Linked DNA regions of Xenopus laevis: region 1 is linked to region 2. A link is a contact called in public Hi-C data. All regions are on one chromosome and are shown on one strand. Each heading gives the region's core, a stretch centred on a gene start, on an enhancer-like site or on the middle of the called end of the contact. The rest is flanking DNA. Distances are from core to core; before and after follow the strand shown.

Evidence for each region. Hi-C and Micro-C count contacts between places; a contact is called where the count stands out from the background.
Region 1: a Hi-C map of the XTC cell line shows a contact between it and region 2, with 1.9 times the contacts expected there. The contact joins the enhancer-like site here to the promoter of rnf126.L in region 2. A contact is called at or near these places in 2 of 4 Hi-C or Micro-C datasets (the XL177 cell line and the XTC cell line).

What each region holds. Positions count from the first base shown.
Region 1 is chr1L:115,390,818-115,395,982 of Xenopus_laevis_v10.1, forward strand. It overlaps fstl3.L (follistatin like 3 L homeolog), which reads left to right. Exons shown (of 5, transcript NM_001096869.1): 5 at 1-695. Among protein-coding and RNA genes, the nearest start is that of prss57.L, 8.3 kb to the right of the region's middle. Within about 2 kb of position 2,929, at least 1 of the 7 cell types and tissues checked has an H3K27ac peak or open chromatin away from gene starts, as enhancers often do.
Region 2 is chr1L:115,335,534-115,340,494 of Xenopus_laevis_v10.1, forward strand. It overlaps rnf126.L (ring finger protein 126 L homeolog), which reads right to left and starts at 1,472. Exons shown (of 9, transcript NM_001086409.1): 1 at 1,225-1,472. The coding sequence starts at 1,299.

The DNA.
Region 1 (5,165 bases), core at 1,679-4,178, 57 kb after region 2:
TGAAATACAGGGAGTCCCTGAGTTACAGACAACCGACATACATAAAACTCACACTTACAAATGGAGGCTATCACAGTAATGTACTGAGGTTTGCTTGGCCTTTATTAGCATTTAGCTTTAATAAACCACCCGCCCGAATCCCCTCTGGTGTGTGTTTTCTACTGTGGAGCACTGAAATGTAAAAATAAATATGCACAGAAAGGCAAAGATAAATACAATGTTAAGACAAACATCTGTCTAAGTTACATTTAATAACTGTTCCAACTTACATGCAAATTCAACTTAACAACAAGCCTACAGAACAACGTAACCAGGGGACTGCCTGTATAGGAAAGGGAGTCTGATACATTGAGTGGAAGAAAAGCTATACCTATGCAGTATTTCCCTCCCTTGCATGGTGATATTGAAGCAATGTATCCCTTTCCCTGGTCAGTCCCAAGTTTGCTGCTCGGTCAAATAATTTTGTGCATAAGCTGATAAATCATAATGGGAAATGTTACTAAACACAAACCATGCAATATACCTGGCTACCCCCAGGGAGCCTCTAATCACTGGTTAACATTGTTCTTATGTTCATATATTGGGTGTACGTTGCCTCGTTTTAGTATGCTCCTGATACCCCAGTGGGGTTTTTTTGCTATTTTTTATCTTTGTGTTTCTATTTTCTATTCATGGAAATAAATTACTAAAAATTGTGTTTGATACTTTTTATTAATTAAACAAGCCAACACAAATAGCTTTGCACTGCAGCAGTGTCCACTTGTATACATTCTCTATATTATTTTAAACTTATGCTTGTGTAGTATGCATGGGAAAAATAATAGTCTCTCTTGCCCTCCAGTGGGGAAGCATGGAACTTCTGCTTACTGACGAGAAAAAAGCCATGTAAAGTCTCAAAACTACAGTAGGACAGGGTCTGTTAAGAGCAATGGTACACAGGAATGCAATTACTTAGAATTACTGTACCAACAATACAAGCAGAATCACTGCATGTGCTATTGCCTTGCCTAAATCTTGACATTGTGCCCAGACAAATTCTTTAATTCAATATGTGACCAAACATTTCCTGTGGGAAAAAATCTCATTGGATATAAGGAAATGCATGGTGGCATCAACATTACAATCTTACACACTACAAAAACACTTGATGATATGACAGGACTTTAATAGTGTCTGAAATGATAGTAGAACAATTCTAGGCTCTAAAACGGCCCAACCCTTTCATCCATCACAGTTATTACTCATGTATGAATTTCCTCCCCTCATTCAGTCTCAAGAGAACCCAGCATCTCTGTCTTTCTGACTAATTTTGGCCTTGGTCTTTATTAGCAAAATATTTAACATTAAATAGTTGCTAATACCCCATACATTACACCAATCGCTGCCAATTGAGAATGACATTTCCTATGGGCTCCCAGCCCAGTAAAAATATCAGTGCTTGATGTGTCTTGGATAGCGTGTTGAGCACAGCCATCAAAACAGAGTGCTGTCATACTTCCCCCTCAGGGCTGCTGGCCCATCGTCAAGATGAATTGGCAAGTAATGCATGCTTCCTGATCACAGTGTTTTAAGCCTTAAATACTTGTGGTCTTCCCCAAGCAAAGAGTTATAGCCTCTGCTAATCTCTTCTTGAAGTTCAAATTGTACATGCCCAAGCCTGTATTTTTTCAGAACATCACATCAGTTCTCTTCAGCTAATCCGCATACTTTGGAAATATTGCTGTACATTTATGCCAGAGTTAGCAAAACCTTTTCTATGCTCCACTGAAAGAGAGAAACAATTGCTACAATATAAGCCACGAAGGATATCCTTTGTTATACTTCTGCTGTTTTAGCTGTTTGCACCCAGGCAAATTTTACTGCTTTACGAGTTGTGCTGGCTTCCTGCCACTTAAATAGGTAATTCATAATAGAACAAATTAGTAACATAGTAAGTTAGGCTGAAAAAAGACACACGTCCATCAAGTTTAATTCTAATTTAACCTACCTAACTCGTCAGTTACATAACTGAATTTGGCATGTATAATGTAAATATATGGCTGCACTGGTAAGTACTGCTATAGGTGCAAACATTTGCCAAAAGAAGCACTGGCACAGCAGTGCAATCAAAGCCCACCAGTTGCAGTGCCTGTCATCTCTGCTTTCATCACTGTTCTCACTGTGAGCCCAAAGCCGCACCTATTAGATCTGCCATCTGGGTTGTTCAAACAGCATGCCTATGGCAGAGCCTCACAGCTATTGGCACTGTTCTCACAGCCTGCCAGTAACACAGAACTGCTATCGCTCTTTCAGTGCCCCCATAGCATCATCTGTTAGTACTGCTATGGGTTTAAATTATAAAGGATAATTTTGTGAAATTTAATTTAAAAGAATGTTCGAAGACACTTTGGATTTCTGTGAGCTTTCTAAAAGCATTTGCCCTGCAACCTTGTGTTTTATATGGTCATGGAACCCTTCAGTGACAATTGACTTAATAGTTGACTACATCACTTATCATTTACAATAATACTGGAATTGGGGATGGGGAGGAGGGATGTGGAGGAGGGATGCGGAGGAGGGATGCCCACCCCTTCACTTCTATGAATTAGCCCCTCAAGGGGGAGGCAAGAGTTTTTTTTGCTATGCCAGAGCTTCATTTGCTCCTTTACACTTCTGCATGCAAATAAAATTGAGAAACTAAAAAGCACAAATTTAAAGAGCATCTAGAGCATCTAGAAAATAAAAGAAGAGAAAAGATTGCTGGGAGAAAAGTAGAGGCCAGATGAAGAAGTGCCAGGACCAGAATTAGTGGTAGGCAGAAGAGGCATGTGCCTAGGTTGCAAAGCTGGGGGGGGGGCAACCAGGCACCTTCTCTACCTTCTCCTACCCGTAGTCTGGTTTCCTGTCTTCACTCCTTCTGCGCTGTTCCCCCATAGTGGGAGACTGTCCGTGTCTGTTCACATGCTAGCTCGTTTCGGTGTACGTACAGTTCTTGAATTGGGTTGCCTAGATCGCTCGGCCAGCCTGGCCTGGCACTGAGAAGTGTTATTAGATGAAGAAGGTGGAGGCATCAGAGAGGGTTATAGAGTACAGCAGAGAAGAAGAAAATAGGGGAAGCAAAAAGAGAAAATTAAAGTAGAGAACAGTAGATTACACACAGTTTTCATTTTGGGGTCCCTATAGGCCACATACTTAGGTAAATCAATGCGTACTGGGTATCAAACTGTTCACTAGAAGGAAATACTAAAATGATATTAGCAAAATGGCTTTGCTTTTAAGTAGGGAAGCACCAAATTCAGTTGGGGTTTTGGCCAGCAGGATTCAGATTCGACTTAATCCAAGTGCCTTGCCAAACCTAATCCAAATCCTTAAAATCACATGTCTCTTTGTCACACAAGCAAGCAAGTAAAAATAAATGTTTCTTTTTAACCCTTCCTGATGCTAATTTGAATATGCAAACTAGGATTTGGATTTGGGCAAATCCCAAAATATTGGATTTAGTGGGTGGAACCATAAAGTGTTGATGGGTGGGGCTTATTCTGATTATACTATATATATACCACGCGACACACATAGCTTTTTCACTCCAAATCTAGAACTGTAACTGACACTAAGGTGCAAGTTCAAGGTGTATGCTAAATGAAATGCCAGTGTTTTTTTTTTTTCAATTATAATTTTTTTAATATAGTTTTTATCTTCATTACATATAGTCCATTTTGGCACATGAGAGTAATAGCATATGTTGTTTCCTTCGGACACATAATGTAGAAAAATTGTGAGAGAACATAAGTATATAGTCATACCAATATGATATGTAATATGCAAAGGATACCTCGCATGTTATGTATTTCAGCTATACTGTGAGTGAAGAAGGAGTAATATTAAAGTGTTGGTGGACATTAAATCATGGAAAAGTAAGTATTAAAAGGGGATTCTAAGGAAGGAAGGAGGGAAAGGGGTGATCATGTGGATGTTTTAATATAATGAAAGCTTGAGGGTTTAATGACAGTACCAGCCTTCACATATTTTTGGTCTTATCAATGTAGAGGAGAGTTCATACATTTGGGGCGTGTCCCTATGCCTTCCAGCTACACATAATGGAAGGGAGATGTATGAAAAGAAGGGAAGAAATAAAAATCATTAAGAAATCATACCTGGGTCGGAGAAGCTGCTCAGGTTGAACATCTACCACCATGATTGGCTGGGGTATAGACGTTTTATGGTAATTGAAGCGGAGGAGCTCGGACGAGCTTCACAGGAGTCATAATTGTTGGTAGGAATCTGTACTTGTGAGTCTCTGTGAGACTGTTGCAGAATTGGATCTCAGCTCCTTAAGGTAAGGCCACACTGGGCGTTTTGGGGAGATTTGGTCGCCTGGCGACTCATCACGCTAATCACACGGCGATTTCTTTTTCCGAAGTCGCCCAAAGTTTTCCTTGTGAGGGCGACTTCGGAAAACAAACTGCCGCGTGTGATTAGCGCCGGTCAGGGAAGGCATTTGGCGAGATTGGTCGCCGCAAAGACGAGGCGATTAGTCGCCAGGCGACCAAATCTCCCCTAAACGCCCAGTGTGGCCTTACCCTTAAATCTATGGATCTTAGCAATTTTGTGTAGCCAGTCTCTTACTGAAGGGCTGTCAGTCTGCCTCCTTTTAATTGGAATGAGAGCCTTGGTGACATTTAGCATTGCTGGGACTAGGGAATTTCTGTAAGCCTTGATTGAAAGAGAAGTGTCATGTAGGAGACTGCCAAGTAGAGTGTCTGCGATCTCAATGTCGGTGACTGTTTTAATGGTGTTGCGTACTGTAGCCCAATAGAAATTCAAGGTGGGGCAGTTCCAGAATACCTGTGTGAAGGTGCCTGGATGTTTCCCGCACCTACAGCAGGTGCACTATATATTTTATTGAGTTTTGTGGGGTACTTATACCATTTCGTAAGCAGTTTATAATTGAGCTCCTGTATCTTAGTTCATTGGGAGGAAAGGTATGACAATTGTATGATATTTGTCCATTGCCTTTCCTTTATATTGAGATTTAGATCTTTTTCCCATTTTTCCATAAAACAAGTTGAGGGACTTGGTTTGAGATCCATAATTTGTTTGTAGAGTAAGGAGAGTGTCCTCTCAGAGGGGTCTTTTTTGACCCATATATGTTCTTGGGCTGTTGGTTCTGGTCTGTTTTTATGTGG
Region 2 (4,961 bases), core at 222-2,721:
ATCCTAATTTGCATATGCAAATTGGGGGCAGGGAGGGAAATTGCGTAACTTTTTGTCAGAAAGCAAGGAAGTAAAAAATTAATTTGCATATGCAATTTAGAGTTCAGATTCGGCTCGGTATTCGGCCGAATCTTTTACGAAGGATTCGGGGGTTCAACCAAATCCAAAATAGTGGATTCGGTGCATCCCTAGTCTTGAATGCTGAGCATGTGAGGAGATAATGAGAGAAGAGTTGAGGAGCAGGTCAGTAGAGGAGCGAAGCAAGCAGTTGGGGGAGTATATAGAGATAAGATCAGAGATGTAGGGTGTAGGATACTTTTTGAAGAAACATGTAACTGTGATGGGTATGTTAGGGGTTTCTGTGCTACGTGGGCCTCTATCAAACTTTAGTTTGGAAGCCAGAGTTCCCCTTTTATATAATATTTAGGTAAAATGGTAATTGGAGATCCGGTTAGATAAAATCTTACTTTACCCCAAAAAGAAAAAATGTGACTATATGCAAGACATTTAAAGGAGATGTAAACCCAAAAATAAAACTGTGCCTCAAAGCAGCTTTCCGATATACAATCATGCTCTCGAGAGTTATTTTAAAAGTAATTGCTGTTGAAAGTAGTATTTTTTGGTCCCTTCAATAAACAAAAATTATCAGCCTTGCGTGTTGATCCGCTTGCTTCTGCTATATTGTTTCTAAGGGCAGAACTACAAGGAACAGTGACACTGATTACATGGGCAAATAATTTTAAAACCATTGGAAACGTGTAACGTATGCGTACTGAAAAGCTGGGTGAAATCACCATTCCTTCTGTTTGGCAGAATTTAATCTTTTAGTGTTTACATTCCCTTTAGCGAAAAGGGATCTAGTTAGTAACAGAACACGAACACATGGAATTGTAGTGGCTGGATGGCAGCTTCTAGCTTTTTCCAGGCGAGGAGAGGAGGTGTGTGTGTTTATGGTTGCCATAGTTAGCCTTTAACAGAGGTCAGTAAAGACATGTCTCAATGTCTGCAGCTGTGTAAGGCGACGCGCTGCCCGGTGCACTGTATAGCAGTGAGTGAATGGCTAAAATACCTATTCTGTGACACACGGCATGACCTCAAGCCATCTGGAAATTTCTACATTCAGTTCCCAGCGCAAGCTGAATAGTTACAATATGGTAGAGCGGAGTGGTTCCGATCTGTAGTGGTTTGCTCCCTGTCCAGCGACCCAAAATTCTATTCACTCACCGGGAGCCGCGGGGTAATCTCGGCCGTACAGCTATGACAGAAGTACCTCCCGGCCTTCGGTAGAGCCTCCGCCATTTTCCGCTGCCCTGGGATGACGTCAATGACGTCAGCACGCTGCGACCAGGCGAAGGAAAGAGAAAGGAGTCAAATCTCGCAGGGTAGCGGCTAGTTCCAATCCTAGGAAAGGACTTGACGTCACGGTCATGTGATACTACCATGTGACCGCTCCACTGCGGCTTACCTATTCGTTAGCGGCAAATTCAAACATGGGAAAGTGGTAATGGGTTCTAGTGGCGGGCTGCGGACTCTTGACAGGACCTGCAACTAAATTCCCAGGGTTGCCAACTTGTATTGTAGGTTTGGTACAGGTTGTAACCTCTACCTCAGGTTTTGGGCCAGTTCATTGTGTCGCTGGATGTTTGTAGGGATTGAAGGGATCACTGCCTCTGAATTTCTGTGGGGTGAGGGGGGAATCACAGTGAATTAATGTCAGCTAGACTGTATTCAATATTTACACACCCAAATGCAGCTACAAGATTGTTGTTGGAGCTGGGGGTTTTTTTTTACCATTCCTCTCGCACAATTACGGTGCAACAATGGCAAGATTAAAATGAAAGGCAAGACATACTGACACAGCTATAATAATAATATTATATTCATTAACCATAAACAGCTTTGCTTTTCTGCCATGCACTGAAAGTCTCCCTTAATGGAGAATAATGTAATGGACAACTTGGGAACAATAAATTGTATAGAAACTGTTGCCTTGGTGTTTCACGAGCTGACGGAAAATGTGGAGCGTCAAGTAATAGAACATGGGATAACGGTCATGAGAGGGACTTCTATTTAAGGAGAGGATCATTGCCCCTAAACAATTAAAGGACCAGTAACACCAAGTTAGCTTAACACTTAATTCCCTCCAAACTTGTATATAAGTCAGGCTTACTCTCCCCTTTGGTTTTCTTTTTAAATCTTGAGCTTCAATCTGACTTCCAAAGTGCTTCATAACAGAATGGGAAAAGGTGACGGCTGCTTGAATACCTCTGTGTGGTGAACCAGAAGTCAGCTTCACATGGATGACCTAAAGCACCTAAAGGGATACTGTCATGGGAAAAAATTATTTTTCAAAATGAATCTGTTAATAGTGCTGCTCCAGCAGACTTCTGCACTGAAATCCATTTCTCAAAAGAGCAAACAGATTTTTTTATATTTTATAAAAATTTATATTATTATTTAATTTTGAAATCTGACATGGGGCTAGACATTTTGTCAATTTCCCAGCTGCCCCTGGTCATGTGACTTGTGCCTGCACTTTAGGAAAGAAATGCTTTCTGGCAGGCAATTGTAACTGAATGTGTCTCAGTGGGACATGGGTTTTTACTATTGAGTGCTGTTCTTAGATCTACCAGACAGCTGTTATCTTGCGTTAGGGAGCTGTTATCTGGTTACCTTCCATTGTTCTTTTGTTTGGCTGCTGGGGGGGGGGAAAGGGAGGGGGTGATATCACTCCAACTTGCAGTACAGCAGTAAAGAGTGATTAAAGTTTATCAGAGCACAAGTCACATGACTTGGGGCAGCTGGGAAATTGACAATACTGCATGTACTGCAACTTGGCAGTACATTCCTGCAATAAATACACTATGATTTTATAAGATACATTGTGCTCTCTGGGTATTACTTTCTAAACATGTGAAATTTCTGCAATTGTACATGGGAACTGCAGCCTGTTGAGAGGCACTGAACATATATCCAAATAAACTCAGTATTAATTGGATACAGATACCTAGATATTACACTTATACAGGGTATCACCTGAAAATGGGTTTCTGATGGCAGTCCTGACCCCCAATCAACTAACACATGTGGGTGTCAAAGTGCCTAAAATCTCCAAATATGCCATCTCTAATGGGAGTGAGGCCATAAAAACTTATAGTTATAAGGCAATGGGTGTTTGGTTTACTTGTTGTTGCATTTGAAGCATTAGACAATTTTTTCTGGCTCTGCTGTAAATGCCAATGGTCATTTGCAAACTGTCATTTTCCAACAGTCGCAATCATCCTAGCAACAGTCAGTGGCCTCAGCACTAGAGTGGGTGACAGAGAGGCTTAAGTAGAAAGACAGAAGAATAAATGTCTGCCCTGGCATTATAAGTGCAGGGGCACTGATCAGAACACAGCTGGTTATGGGAAGCAGGCACACTAGGTACATGCAGGGGGAAAGGGAAAAGAATAGGAATATGGAGATGACCCCTGTATTAATATAACCAAGGATTCATAGAGCATGATGGGATCTGTAGTGCTGTTACAAGCCCACCCTGATCATGACATTATAAGCAATACAAATGCTACCTACCTCTTATGGTCAACCCTAATAGTGCATTATGGGAGATGATGAAGGCCCTTTCCACATGCCAGTGATAAAAGCCTACATCCCGATTGCCCAACATTTTTGTTTGCTAAATAGCACACGCAACAGCAGTAAGGCTCCCTCATTTTCAATTACATCCTTATAGTGAGTGCATGATGGTATCTGTAGTTTATGCATTGACAGATGGTTCCTGTACTGTTAGAAAAGGTCCTTAGACAGTATAGGAATTAGTATGTTCTTATATGAACTCACTAGTTTCCATCTCTTTACTGACCTGTCAGGTTTTTGCCTAATACAGATGGTTCCTGTACTGTTAGAGAAGGTCCTTAGACAGGATAGGAATTAGCTTGTTCTTATATAAACTGTCTAGTTTCCAGTGGCATAACTACTGGGGGAGCAAAGGGTGCAATTGCACCAGGGTCCGCTCCCCCTCGGGGCCCGCCGGAGATCGCGCTACAGTGCGGTAGTCCCACCAAAAATCGCTGTGGTAAGTAATCTGCGCATCTAGAGGGGTGGGGGAGGGGCCTGGGTGCACATCCTGCGCCCTGGCCCTGAAGACTCTAGTTATGTTACTGCTAGTTTCTATCCCTTTACTGGACCTGTCAGGTAATTGCCTAATACAGATGGTCCCTGTACTGTTATAGAAGGTCCATAGACAGGATGGGAATTAGCTTGTTCTTATATGAACTGACTAGTTTCTATCCCTTTACTGGACCTAGTGTCAGGTAATTGCCTAATACAGATGGTCCTTGTACTGTTATATAAGGTCCACAGACAGAATAGGAATTAGCTTGTATGAACTGACTAGTTTCTATCCCTTTACTGGACCTCATATGAAATAGCAGTAAAACAGTCTAACACAGATGATGGATTTCACACATCTTATATATAAATAACTAAGTACTATCTCTAAAAATGGCAGAAATATGTCCTTTAATGAGTTGCAAATAGTTTTCTATCTATTTAACATACCATAAGGTTAATATAATGTGAGGGCCTTTATAAGGATGAGAAATAGCTAGCTCTGTTAGAACAGACTAGAGTCTATCCTTATTTGGGACCTTGCTTTGAAGGTCCTTGTACTGGATGGCATTTAGCTTTGTCATTATAGACTGGACTAATTCCTATACTTTCCTGGTACCTCACCACTAGAGGCATTAGGTCCTTTCTAGGGATAGAAACTAGCTCACTGCCATATGAATTATCTATTTTCTATCCACTAGAGGGACGGTCCTTTCCAGGGATAGGAACTAGTCGCTACCATTTCCACCCTGCATTACCAACGCTGCGAGATTGGTAGCGACTAGTTCCTGATTTGAACATCCTAGAGTTTGCTTTATGACAACTCTGGCTGAGAATTATTTTCCAGA